2 separate regions of the Anser cygnoides genome follow, and region 1 is linked to region 2. The links are chromatin contacts, called in public Hi-C maps. All regions are on one chromosome and are shown on one strand. Each heading gives the region's core, a stretch centred on a gene start, on an enhancer-like site or on the middle of the called end of the contact. The rest is flanking DNA. Distances are from core to core; before and after follow the strand shown. Region 1 overlaps GHR (growth hormone receptor). Region 2 has its middle 45 kb from the start of FBXO4.

Region 1 (5,524 bases), core at 69-2,568, 240 kb after region 2:
TACCTGTTTCAGTGAAACTAGCTATATTTATTCTTAATTCACATAGCTGAGGATAGAAACAGGAAAAGCCATAACATGTACTTCCTTGCACACTGTTTATAGAAAGAGGGAGAGTCGTGTCTTGTTGATTATAGGTATTATGCAATTGAGGCAATTTTACTCGTGTCTCTGAAGCAGAGGCACAAAATTTCATTTATTTTTCTTTGCTTTGTTTTTAAACAATGACTTGAGTTTTCACTAAGTTACAGAAAAAATACTAAATTTAATGTAAATTAAAGTTAAAGTTTGAAAGTTGAAACTATGATGAATAAAGAAAATATAAATACAATACTGTTCTTAAATCTCATATTCTATTTTATTTTAGATCTATGTTATAATAGTTTGCAATGTCATGGTCATGGGTTAATGAGGATTTCTGCCAGGTGAAGATTTTTTGATGAATGATGTGAAACTGTCTAAAAATTCAGATCAAGATCAACCAAAAGCATTTTGGGATATATGCCAAAGCCATCAAATACTGAATACCATACCATGCAAAATCAGGTGCCATGCCTGAATGTGTAATTTCAATATTTTCTGAAAAAGAAGTTTGATTTTTTTCCTTTTGCTGCAACATTTCATTTGAAAATGTCTTTCAACTTAAAAGATTAAATTTCTTTGAAATTCACTAAAATGGAAATTGCTGACTAAGGAAAAAAAAACATTTCTATTTAAATCTCTTTAATCAAACAGCAGTTATTTTAGGTTGGCAAGAAGAATTTCAAACTGGGGGGGAAAAGGGGGTGGATAGGTCAATATAGACTTATGAAACCTCTTATTTACACTCATGAGTTCAGGCCTTGTTCAATGTCCAAAGTGTGAAATGAGGCAATGGTATGGGGTGAGGAGAACAGAAATGCGTAATATTCATGTTTTAGTTACTGCCTGATATAGACACTCATCAGTGAAGAATGTAGAGGACACGATTTAAACCAATAAGCCAAAGAAATACAAATTACTTCGGCATTCAGTGTCTGCGTCTATCTGAGCTGTAAATAAAGGAGCTAATGTTCAAGAAGGCTACAAAATCCCCGTGCGTAGGAGGATGCATCTGCTGGATGTCTGTACCTTAGTGCTTTCTCAACTTTGAGGATAAATCTTTTGTACCAAATATTTACAGCTGTGATGCTGCAAAAATATTTCTGCAGAGCTTCCCATGCAGACTCCAGTAGCATTGTGTTGTCCTCTGGCTAGGGGTCATTTCACCTGTCATAAATACCTGACTAACACCCAAATTTTAGGTGCACAATAGAGAAATTTTCTTAAGTAGATTATCATATTTCCCAGATAGTAAGTGAAGAGAGGTAGACACCTCCATATGCATCTCCCTCTGGAAAGCTTTACAGGCCAAGTAGGAAATGCTGGCATTTTAGAATGACAGCTTGATTAGACCCTGAAAAATCAGGAAAGAAGTTACATACTTAACTTTATAAGCAGTGAATCATACCCACAACTTCTGTTTTTATTTTTTTCGCGGGGCTGACAAGGCTGACTAATTGCACTAGTTGTTTCGTGGATCTACATCACTTCAGTTTTGACAAAGAATAGAAAAGATGAGTATCAAAACAGCATGTGGCAGAACAGGCACATGCTTAGAGCTGCCCTTATCTCTGTCAGACCAAGGTTATATCTACACAACGTAACATACACAAACCTTAACTCAGTTCAAGGTAGCAATTCTAATGTTAACACTACGGGCCCTGACACATTGCAAAACTGCTCAGTTGGGTGAATACAGAGCTGCGGTTAGTCTAATACTGAGCTCTGCAGTACCACAGTTTCCTTAAAAAAAGTGCAGGGCTAATTCAGGTCTATCTGCACTGAACTACAGCTCCAGCATTGGCTTATCCCCACTCTTGGTGTCAGGCTGTGGGAATAACATTTTCACACACAGAAAAGAGAGCTTGACCCATCTTTCAAATTTGGCGGAACTTATATCTTGCCTCATTGTACATTGGCAATTGAAAGAAAAGTTAATTACTTATAAAAAATGCTGAATTTCATTTTAACAGTGCATTAGTCTGGCTTGTGGATTTCTTTATTTTGTCTCATTCTGTCTCCTGCCATTTTTCTTGACAGATCTTCTACGGTGGCCACAAATCAGCAAGTGCAGATCACCTGAACTGGAGACATTTTCATGTTATTGGACTGATGGAAATTTGTATAACCTCACTGCTCCAGGAACAATACAACTGTTATACATGAAAAGGTAATAATACGGAAACAGTGGAAGAAAGAGGAAAAGAGAGAGAAGTCATATACTCTCATATTCCTGTTACCTCATTGATGAGAAGTGATATGTGATATGAACCAGAATGTTTTTAAGGGCATAAAATTGTGTTTTAGGTGCATATTTTTCAATGTCACATTTGTTTGCTAAGCGTTATGCAGTCACAAGCATTACTTGGGAGACAATTTATAACACATTCCTACCAAATATAGGTCCAGATTTCAGAATCTGAAGTTGAACACTGTAGGGCTTTGGAAAGGAGTTTTTAATGGGGAACTTCGGTTTATTGCTCTGGAAAGGAGTTTTTAATGGGGAACTTCGGTTTATTCCTTATCAATTTAATAGCAGCTGTGAGATTCATTATGTGTGTGTACAGAAGAACAGTTTGAATACAAGCCCCTTTGAATTGTTATTAAAGTTACATAAAACCTTAATTGATCAATTGCTAGATTGAAGGCTGAATGTGCAGGTCCAGGTAAAAAGCCTGCTCAGAGTCTGGGGATTATGTTTCACTGAGACCTATTGGATTCAGATTCATATTTCACTTAAGCTTTTGTAATTTTCAGGTTGTTAGAATGATTAGCTGAAAAGAGAACATGCACGTTACCATGTTACCCAGTAATGGCTATTTAGGAAACAAAAGCCTTTTGTTCACAGGAATAGGAGGAGAGTGTGCGTTCCTGTTACATCTAATGTACTGGTTTTCAACCTTTTGATCTACAGACACTTCCTACAGGTGATGATACATTTGCTTAGGAAACAAGCTTAATGGCTAGGCTTGTTTTCTAACCACTTTTCGCAGAGTGCTCAGAAATACAGGGATCCAAGTTAAAACGACTATTTAAATGTAAATGTTGAGCTGACAGTTGTTAGTGGCATGCACCAAAAGCACAAACTTCAAAAATTAGACGTACAACAAAGAAGTACCACATACATTGAACAGATCATATATTTCATCTTGGCCTAGAAAAAATTAGTATACTGCAATAACAGATGTGAACTGAACAACCACATTAAAATTATTTCTGTTTCAATATGCAAGCAATATTTAAGGCTCAGGACTGAACTACATCAGCTAACACAATCTCCTGCTTAAGTTAAGCCATATTATCTGACCTCGTAGACCTTTATCAAGTCCTGACTTTGCCAGGAGCATTTCCTTTAGAAACCTGTCTGGTCTCATCAGCTGAATACAAGACCCTTGCCTATTGGCAGAAATGCTCCTCATTCCATTTATGTAGCATCTGCCTTTTTTACTTCTTAAGCACCCACTCCATCATTGAAGGATGCACTTGGAATAATTGTTTTAGCCTAATCCCTCTTCTGTATAGTTTGAACAGCTCTTAGTAAGAAAAGGCATTTACATGATGTTTTTAGCAAACCAAGACTATAATTTCTGAAAAGATCCCTACTCAGAACAGAAGATCTGTTCACTATGAGATATGTTTTCCTAAAATGACTTCAGAAATAATGAATATCTGAATACTTCAGAAATACCGAGTATCTGATGCTTTTCCTGTAGAATATTTCTAATAATATGGTTGTTCCCATTTTGCTTTAAATAAATAATTTTGGGGGTTTGGACCTGCTCGTTTGTTCCAGTTTGGTTGTGTGACCCTACACAGGGATCTGTGTTTCACAGTCTGAGAATTCATCCCATTCTATATAACTCTGCTGATTTCTCTTTGTTTAAGAGATGAAATGATATATATGAATATTATGTTTCCTGCTGCAATTCTTTTATTTACAGAGAACATTTGTAAATTTTTGAACAAAGTCAGAACGGAAAACCATCAGTGGTTTCATTGCTAGTACTTCCAACCCTGTGTTTTAGAAGTTCTGTATCCCAAGAAATTTAGCCCTTCCTCGCTCCCAGCACTGTATTTCTCTTCCTTTCTTTCACATCCCGCAGTTCTGGATTGTTTTGTGCCAGGTCTCCTCCAGCATTTGCCCTTGGGCACTTTCCCATTGGAGTAGTCAGTGCCCCAGTGCCTACATTCCCTTTCGGTTCCCCTGCAGAGGTTCCCTCTCCTCAGCCTTGCAGGTGGTGCAGCACTGATCTGCCTTAAAGACTGGCTTTCAATGTTTCAGATCTCATCATTTAGGTGGACATCTTACTGCAATTTAATTTTGCCTGAAGAAAAGTTGTTTAAATACATATTAAATTGACTAAAGTTCGTGTTTGCTGGCAGTCATTAACATAACAGTATGTGGCCTCTGACTGGTCTTACAGAAATGCCATCCAAAGCATACAAATGTCACTAACAGTACCTCTGAGAACTTAAATACATTTATGTAGCTTGCTTGGGTGGTTATTTGTCGTCAAATCACAGTATTATCACAGTATTGTAAATCATAGTAAATATTGGCATGTACTTCTCATTTCCATAGAAGATGTGACTTATCAACATTGTGTCTTGTAGCATCTATAATTTCTAGTTTGTAAAATCCATAAATCTCTCTCTCACGTATCTCATATTTTTGTTGTCATTCTAGGAATGATGAAGACTGGAAAGAATGTCCTGATTATATCACTGCAGGAGAAAATAGCTGTTATTTTAACACATCCTACACCTCTATATGGATACCATATTGTGTTAAGCTTGCCAATAAAGATGAAGTATTTGATGAAAAATGTTTCAGTGTTGATGAAATAGGTATGCTTCTATTGTGCATTTTACCTCTATATTTTTATACTGCAACAGGTGTGATTCTATAAGCTTTCATATAACTCATTCTGTATTTAAATTTCCCCCTCAGAAAAATTACTTTCTAAAAAAAATACAATACATAGGAGGGGATTTAGATTTGAAAATATGTAATGTGATCTACACCCAGAAAATAGTGCCACTGTTGAAAGCAAGCTAAAAGGTTAAAAGCAAATTTGTGTTTTTTTCTTTATGAAGACCAGTGTTCTCTCAGACATGTGGAGATGTTTTTGCTTTTGCTGTCACTCTGAGCCCTCTCAAATGGATGCTATGTAGCCTTGGTCAGCCTGAGTAAGGATGGTGTTAATATCTTGTTTCTGCAAAATTCTGGAACCAAGTAGATTTTTGTTCCTCAGTCAACACATGTGCAGAATCAGGACATTTAGCATTTCCAAGTGACACTTTATATTTATTGCAATATGAACTGTGACTGTCTGGACTTTCCAGACATTATTGCTTGTCCAGATCAGTGATGTATGGACATGCAGTTAACACTTTATTCCTGCAAGTGACTAGAGTACTCACTGTATCCTTTTCTTTAGTGCAG
Region 2 (5,665 bases), core at 2,685-5,184:
TTATTGTAAAGCACAGGACTGTGGCATACCATTAACCTGTGCATGTGAGGGATATTCTGAAAAAACGTCTGGGGAAGAGTGTAGTTCTGTTTTTAATTTTGCTGTACTCTTGCATATTCTGCAGTGGTTCATATGCCACTTGGAGAACATTGCACAGAGCATAAATTATTGCAGTAATGGGGCTTCCCTTAAATTAGATCAGTGAAATAATTTGGAGTGCCAAGCATAGAGAAATCAGATTTGGAAAACTTCTGTGGCTGCTACTTATGGACTTCCCTTCTAGGAGGACAAATGTGAGAGCTAATTCACGGATGATGACAAAATGCTGAGCAACCAGTACTTTTCTCAGTGCTTAAGTCTTGAGCAGGATCTGTAATCTCGCTGTATATTTTAGAAAAATGCCAAGTTACTGTGTTTTGCCTCAGTGAAGTCATATGTGCATTAGTAACCCCTGAGGAATGACACTTTGGACTATTTTACTGGCTGCTTATCATACATCAATTAAGGCTGACCAGTTAAGGGATTTGAGGTAGCTGTGAACTTCATGAGCAGCTCTGTTATGCAAGTCATGAATCTGCCAGGTTATAAATAGCTTTTGGGGGAGTTTTTTTCAAAAGTAACTTCCATATTTTTGAACATACAGATGTGTTTTTCTTCCCACTCCTCATCTGATTCTCCCGTGAATGGTAGCCAGCATCCTGTTGGTGCTGTGGGCACAAAATGTCATTTTCTCAGTTAACAAATTAGTTCACTTTTATTTTACCATCTCCTATCATTAATTCCTTTATTTTCTTTTCCCTCTTGCCTACCCACTCATCAGGTTAATGTCTTTTGTTGTCCTTATTTTTGACAAGACTTTATTCTCTCAGCAAATAAAGAAATCCAGCCTCTGGACCCAATTCCTGGCACTTTAGATTTCTATGTTATTTTTTCTGGGAAATGTAGTCTCCTGGATGACTGGGCAGAATTTTAAATATTCTGGATTCAAAAGCTGATATTGGGAAGGATCGTATTACGTCTCTTGCGATAGTTTACACTCAGGAATGTAGTTCCTTAAGTTTTTAATCTGGAGGTATTTAAATGTCTTTGTTAAGCTTCCAGAGAATTTTATTGATAATTTCATTTTTCTATTCTTTTTTTGAGGTTTAATGCATCCTCAACAGCTTTGAGAGATGGGAGACCCTCACTAACTGAAAATTTGAACAACAGTTAATGTCAGATCAGTCTTTACTGATCTCCAAACCTTTTATCATTAACTAAATGTTATTTTTATTAGTGATTCACCACAAACAAAGACTGTGCCTATTTGCAGTTGTAGTTACTTCTAGACCCACAGTAAACATTTTACCAGACTATTTGTTTTGTCTGCTTTAGTTTACTTAATGTATCATTTAGATGAAGCAAATATACCTTTGCCCTGTTTTTCCAACTCATCACTGTTCAACTTATTATAATATAAAATACAAGTATCTTCCTACATTAATATATTTTGTACTATAGGGTATTAAGATTTTAAAACATAAAATTTTGTTTTCATTCTACTGTTTACATGTAAATACAAATAGCTGGCTATCCTTTCTGATGCTGTTAGTATGTAGGTTTATATCTGATTAACTCTTCTAGTTTTCATTTTCATAAAATTCACTGGGAACTTGCAATTTGCATAGCCATGTTGTGCATAAGTTAATAACTTAATTAACAATTACAGCTAGAATGAAGCAACAGTTCTTCCTGACAAAAAACATGGGGAGAGCAGGGAATTAATATATTTCAGAGAGCAAGGAAAGATCATGTAGAAAAAGTATGATCAGGCATGAAGAAAGTACGGAGCAACAAAGGATAGTCCTTGACCATTATTGCATATAAATAACATTGCAGACTGGGACCAACATTTGGTTCATTTAAGCTCTCATGCATGGCCCTGGAACCTTCTCTCTACACTATCTTCCAGCCGAGGAGCTTGAAAAAAAAACCTGAACCCTTTTTCTAGACTGCTGGAGAATGGTTGGTCACACCTTGAGATGACAACGATTCCTTACATATCAAACCTTTGTACTGTCTCTGTATTCCCTTAGAAATGTCAGCGTGATGGGTATGCTTTGCTATGACTTTCACGTCTTTTGCATCAAATGAAATTATATCCTACTGATCACAGCAGTGATGTATTAACAACTGGTAGTACAAATCAGTTCCTTCCAGATAAAAGGAGCATGATACCTACTGATGAAATGTGCTTGTAGTCTTAACAGATTATTCCAGGATTATTTCACAAGAATTCAGGGGAAAACTGAGTCATCCCTTGGTTCAATATTTTACTAGAATTCAAGGGTCTTATATTGTGCTTGTTGGACATAAAGCTGCGGCATATGAGAGCAGCTTTGTGTTAAAAGCTGTCACGCAGCAGGAATTGAGAAGTGAAATTTCTGGGTGCCATAAAGGCTGACAAATGAGTAGGTAAAAATAAGGAAAGCACAGCATGCGTCTTGATGAGCATGAATTACCTGCCTACATTGTAGGCCAAGAGCATCCCCCATGCTTATATTTACAGAAAAAATTAGGCCTTTTTAATAAGCTGATTTGCATTAGCAATGGCTATGGAGAATGCACTGGTGTGGAATACTGGGGACCACACACAATGATGTATTTTTATAAGGACGGTAAGATTGAAAAAAAAAATCACTGAAAAAATTTGAAAGAGCTGAAAGTTCAAGTTATTCTGACAATGTTATCTTAGCAGCAGAGTATATCCTGCGGGCTTTCTGATAAAGATATAGTTAAATTTTACTCTTGGCAATGTACAACAGAATTAAAGTTTTGCCTTTGTCTTCTTTTCCTGAATATTAGCAGGCTAACACTGGAGGAGCAAGGATTATGACCAATATACCTTTACTTCTAAAGGCTCTTTTAAAATGTTATTTGTATTTTTGTAGTTCTTGGGGAGTGATTTTTTTCTTTTTCTTTTTTCCTTTTTTTTTTTCCTCTAGGAAAAAAATACAAACATAAGTAATCTTCACAGCTAATCAAGTTCGCTGCTTTTAGTAATACTGTCCATCTTGTCAGCAAAAAAAATGAATTTCATGAATTGGAGCTATTAGGAGATACATAAACATTTTCTAGAGATGCTTTGTCAAAAAAATCAGGAAACCTTGACTAAGTGTTGAGTTATGATTAAGCCAGCTACATTCCCTTTGACATGTATATTCATTATATTTAAATTTTTCTGAAGGGTTTATGTATGTCTTATACTTAAGTTGCCTCTTCAGATCCTTTAAGATATCAGCTTGTTCAGAAAAATTTAAGGTTTTCTGATGAGCCATTTTGCATGTGTACTTCATATATGATTTACTGTCTTTATGAAGTACTACTAACAGTAAAACTTTGGATGAATCAGCACTTTTCATGCATTATTATATTTTACAGTCCTTCATCCATTGCAGAGGATATATTTTCAAAGTGGCTTTGAGTAATACTAAGTTGAAAATGAGCACAGAATTAAAAATATTTTAAGAAGTTAAATCAATCATAGATTTTCAAGTTAGTGAAGATTAACCACGATTCTCCATACAGAAAAGAAAATTCACAGGGTAGTTGTTTTCCTTAAAGTGAGTCATAGAGCATGAACAATTTCACATAAGATAGATATACAGAGAGATACATGACCATATAGTTAAAGAAATACCTCATAGCTTTTACTCTTTTGGAGTGTATGGAGGTGATCCAAATGAGGTAACGTGAGGTGATTAACTGAATTTCAACCCATTAGTCCCATAAATGATAACATCGACCTACTGATGAATCTAGTTAAGGTGCACGTGTGCAGTCTGGCGTGTTACTAACACTGCATAGCAGTCTGTGTCTTTGATGTTCAGTGGTTACAAGCAGTGATATTTGTCTTCTGATAAATAGTGAGGGGTGTAACTTTGTGCAGTTGCCAACGTGTGAGTCAAAGGTTTAAAGAAACTGAGATACCAAACTTAGTGCATGACTATTGCTGTTTCCCAGCCTTGGAGTTGCAGTTTGGAAAGAGAGTAACTGGGACATTGGCTTCTTTACAGAAGCAGCATGCCTCCATGGCAGTAAACAACCACAGAAACAATAATTTACCTACCAGATAAAAACAGTGTTCTGCTGAGTTTGCCTCAGCATGCATATTGACTATATATATTGCTAAATGAAATTATCAGGGAGGAAAAATGAGCACTGGATCACTGATGGTCCACATTGCTTAGTTGCTAGCAAATGACCCAGGATAGTTATGTCTGTGCTAACTAGTCTTCGGCTACTCTGTCTGTTCACTAGCCTATGCCAACTAGTCCAGGATCAGTTAAAATGTTTGCATGTACCAAGACCATGCTCAGTAGGCAGTATGGAAATAGCTACACTACATTGCTCTCTAACACCATCTCTCTATCCACTGTCCCAGTCTCACAGGACAGTCCATACTTAGAGGTATTCAGCACATACTTTCGGTTTCCTGTTATGAATCATAGAATAGAATCATCATAGATGATGACACCATAGATGAAAACACCATTCTGACTAGTTGTAAAACCCTCACATTCCTTCAGGTGCTTTGATGTAAAAAAAATAATACCTCAGGATACTATACAGGGCTTAAAAGAACCACATGGGCTGGTATGTGCTCATATCTCAGGGCCAGGATTTGGTATCTTGTTTGGTGACATAGTATTGAATTTTTGGTTTTCTTTCAAACAGCAAATCCAGAATGGTGAGTCTGGAGAAATTTTGAGCTTGTTCTCCTAGTTTCAGCTGGGATAGAATTAATTTTCATCATAATAGCTGGTGTGGTGCTGTGTTTCAGGACAAAAATAATGCTGATAGCACACTGATGTGTTAACTGCTCCTGGGCAGTGCGCATACAGAGCCCAGGACGTTTCAGCTCCTCGTGCGGCCCTACCAGCGAGGAGCTGGGGGTGTACCAGGAGCTGGAGGGGACAGGGCCAGGACAGCTGGCCCGGGCTGGCCGAAGGGATGTTCCAGTCATAAAAGCTGGGAGGCGTTGGCTGAGGGGGTCTGTTGTTGCTCAAGGACTGGCTGGGCATTGGTCACTTGGTGAGTAATCATGTTGTGCATGACTTTTTTTTCCTTCTCCCTATTAAGCTGTCCTTATCTCAAACATAGATTTCTTGTGCTCATACCTTTTTTGATTGTCTGGCACATTCCTTTGTGCAGCAGAGTGCTGAGAGGTCAGTTCTGCAATAGCTGTTTGCACCGCTCTGCCAGGGTCCCTACTACCAGCTGAGAGTGCCTCTGCCTGATCAGGCCCCAGCTGAGATTGCAAAAGTCTGGTGTGTTTGATACACAGTAGTAAGTAAATAAAAATACTGGAATATCAAGAGTATTCACACTGGTTGCTTTAAGTATCTGATTTCCGTGTGCAATTTGTCGCGTCTGAGCTTACCAACCTTTATTTTTCATGTATTACCAATGGAGAGATGCACTTCAAGAAAGCTGTTTGGATAACGTGAATTTAAGAGTATTAAGCTACCTTCTATTGCTTGCAGGTGGTAAACTATGAGGAACATATTTGCAAGCATGTTTGCTAAGACTGAAACTTAGTTATTTACCTTGAAGCAGAAAATGGTAACATAGGCATTTGTTGGAAAGAGACTGTGTACTCCCCATTTTCTTAATAGTTATTTTC

What was found. Hi-C and Micro-C count contacts between places; a contact is called where the count stands out from the background.
Region 1: a contact with region 2 is called in a Hi-C map of liver, with 1.8 times the contacts expected there. The contact joins two enhancer-like sites. A contact is called at or near these places in 2 of 7 Hi-C or Micro-C datasets (both in liver).

The regions. Positions count from the first base shown.
Region 1 is chrZ:69,100,038-69,105,561 of Taihu_goose_T2T_genome, forward strand. It overlaps GHR (growth hormone receptor), which reads left to right. Exons shown (of 10, transcript XM_066988782.1): 4 at 2,119-2,248; 5 at 4,766-4,926. Among named protein-coding and RNA genes, the nearest start is that of TRNAS-AGA, 22 kb to the right of the region's middle. Within about 2 kb of position 1,319, at least 2 of the 3 cell types and tissues checked have open chromatin away from gene starts, as enhancers often do. A contact at or near this core is called in liver, where this site is marked.
Region 2 is chrZ:68,861,882-68,867,546 of Taihu_goose_T2T_genome, forward strand. No RefSeq gene overlaps it. Among named protein-coding and RNA genes, the nearest start is that of FBXO4, 45 kb to the left of the region's middle. Within about 2 kb of position 3,935, at least 3 of the 3 cell types and tissues checked have open chromatin away from gene starts, as enhancers often do. A contact at or near this core is called in liver, where this site is marked.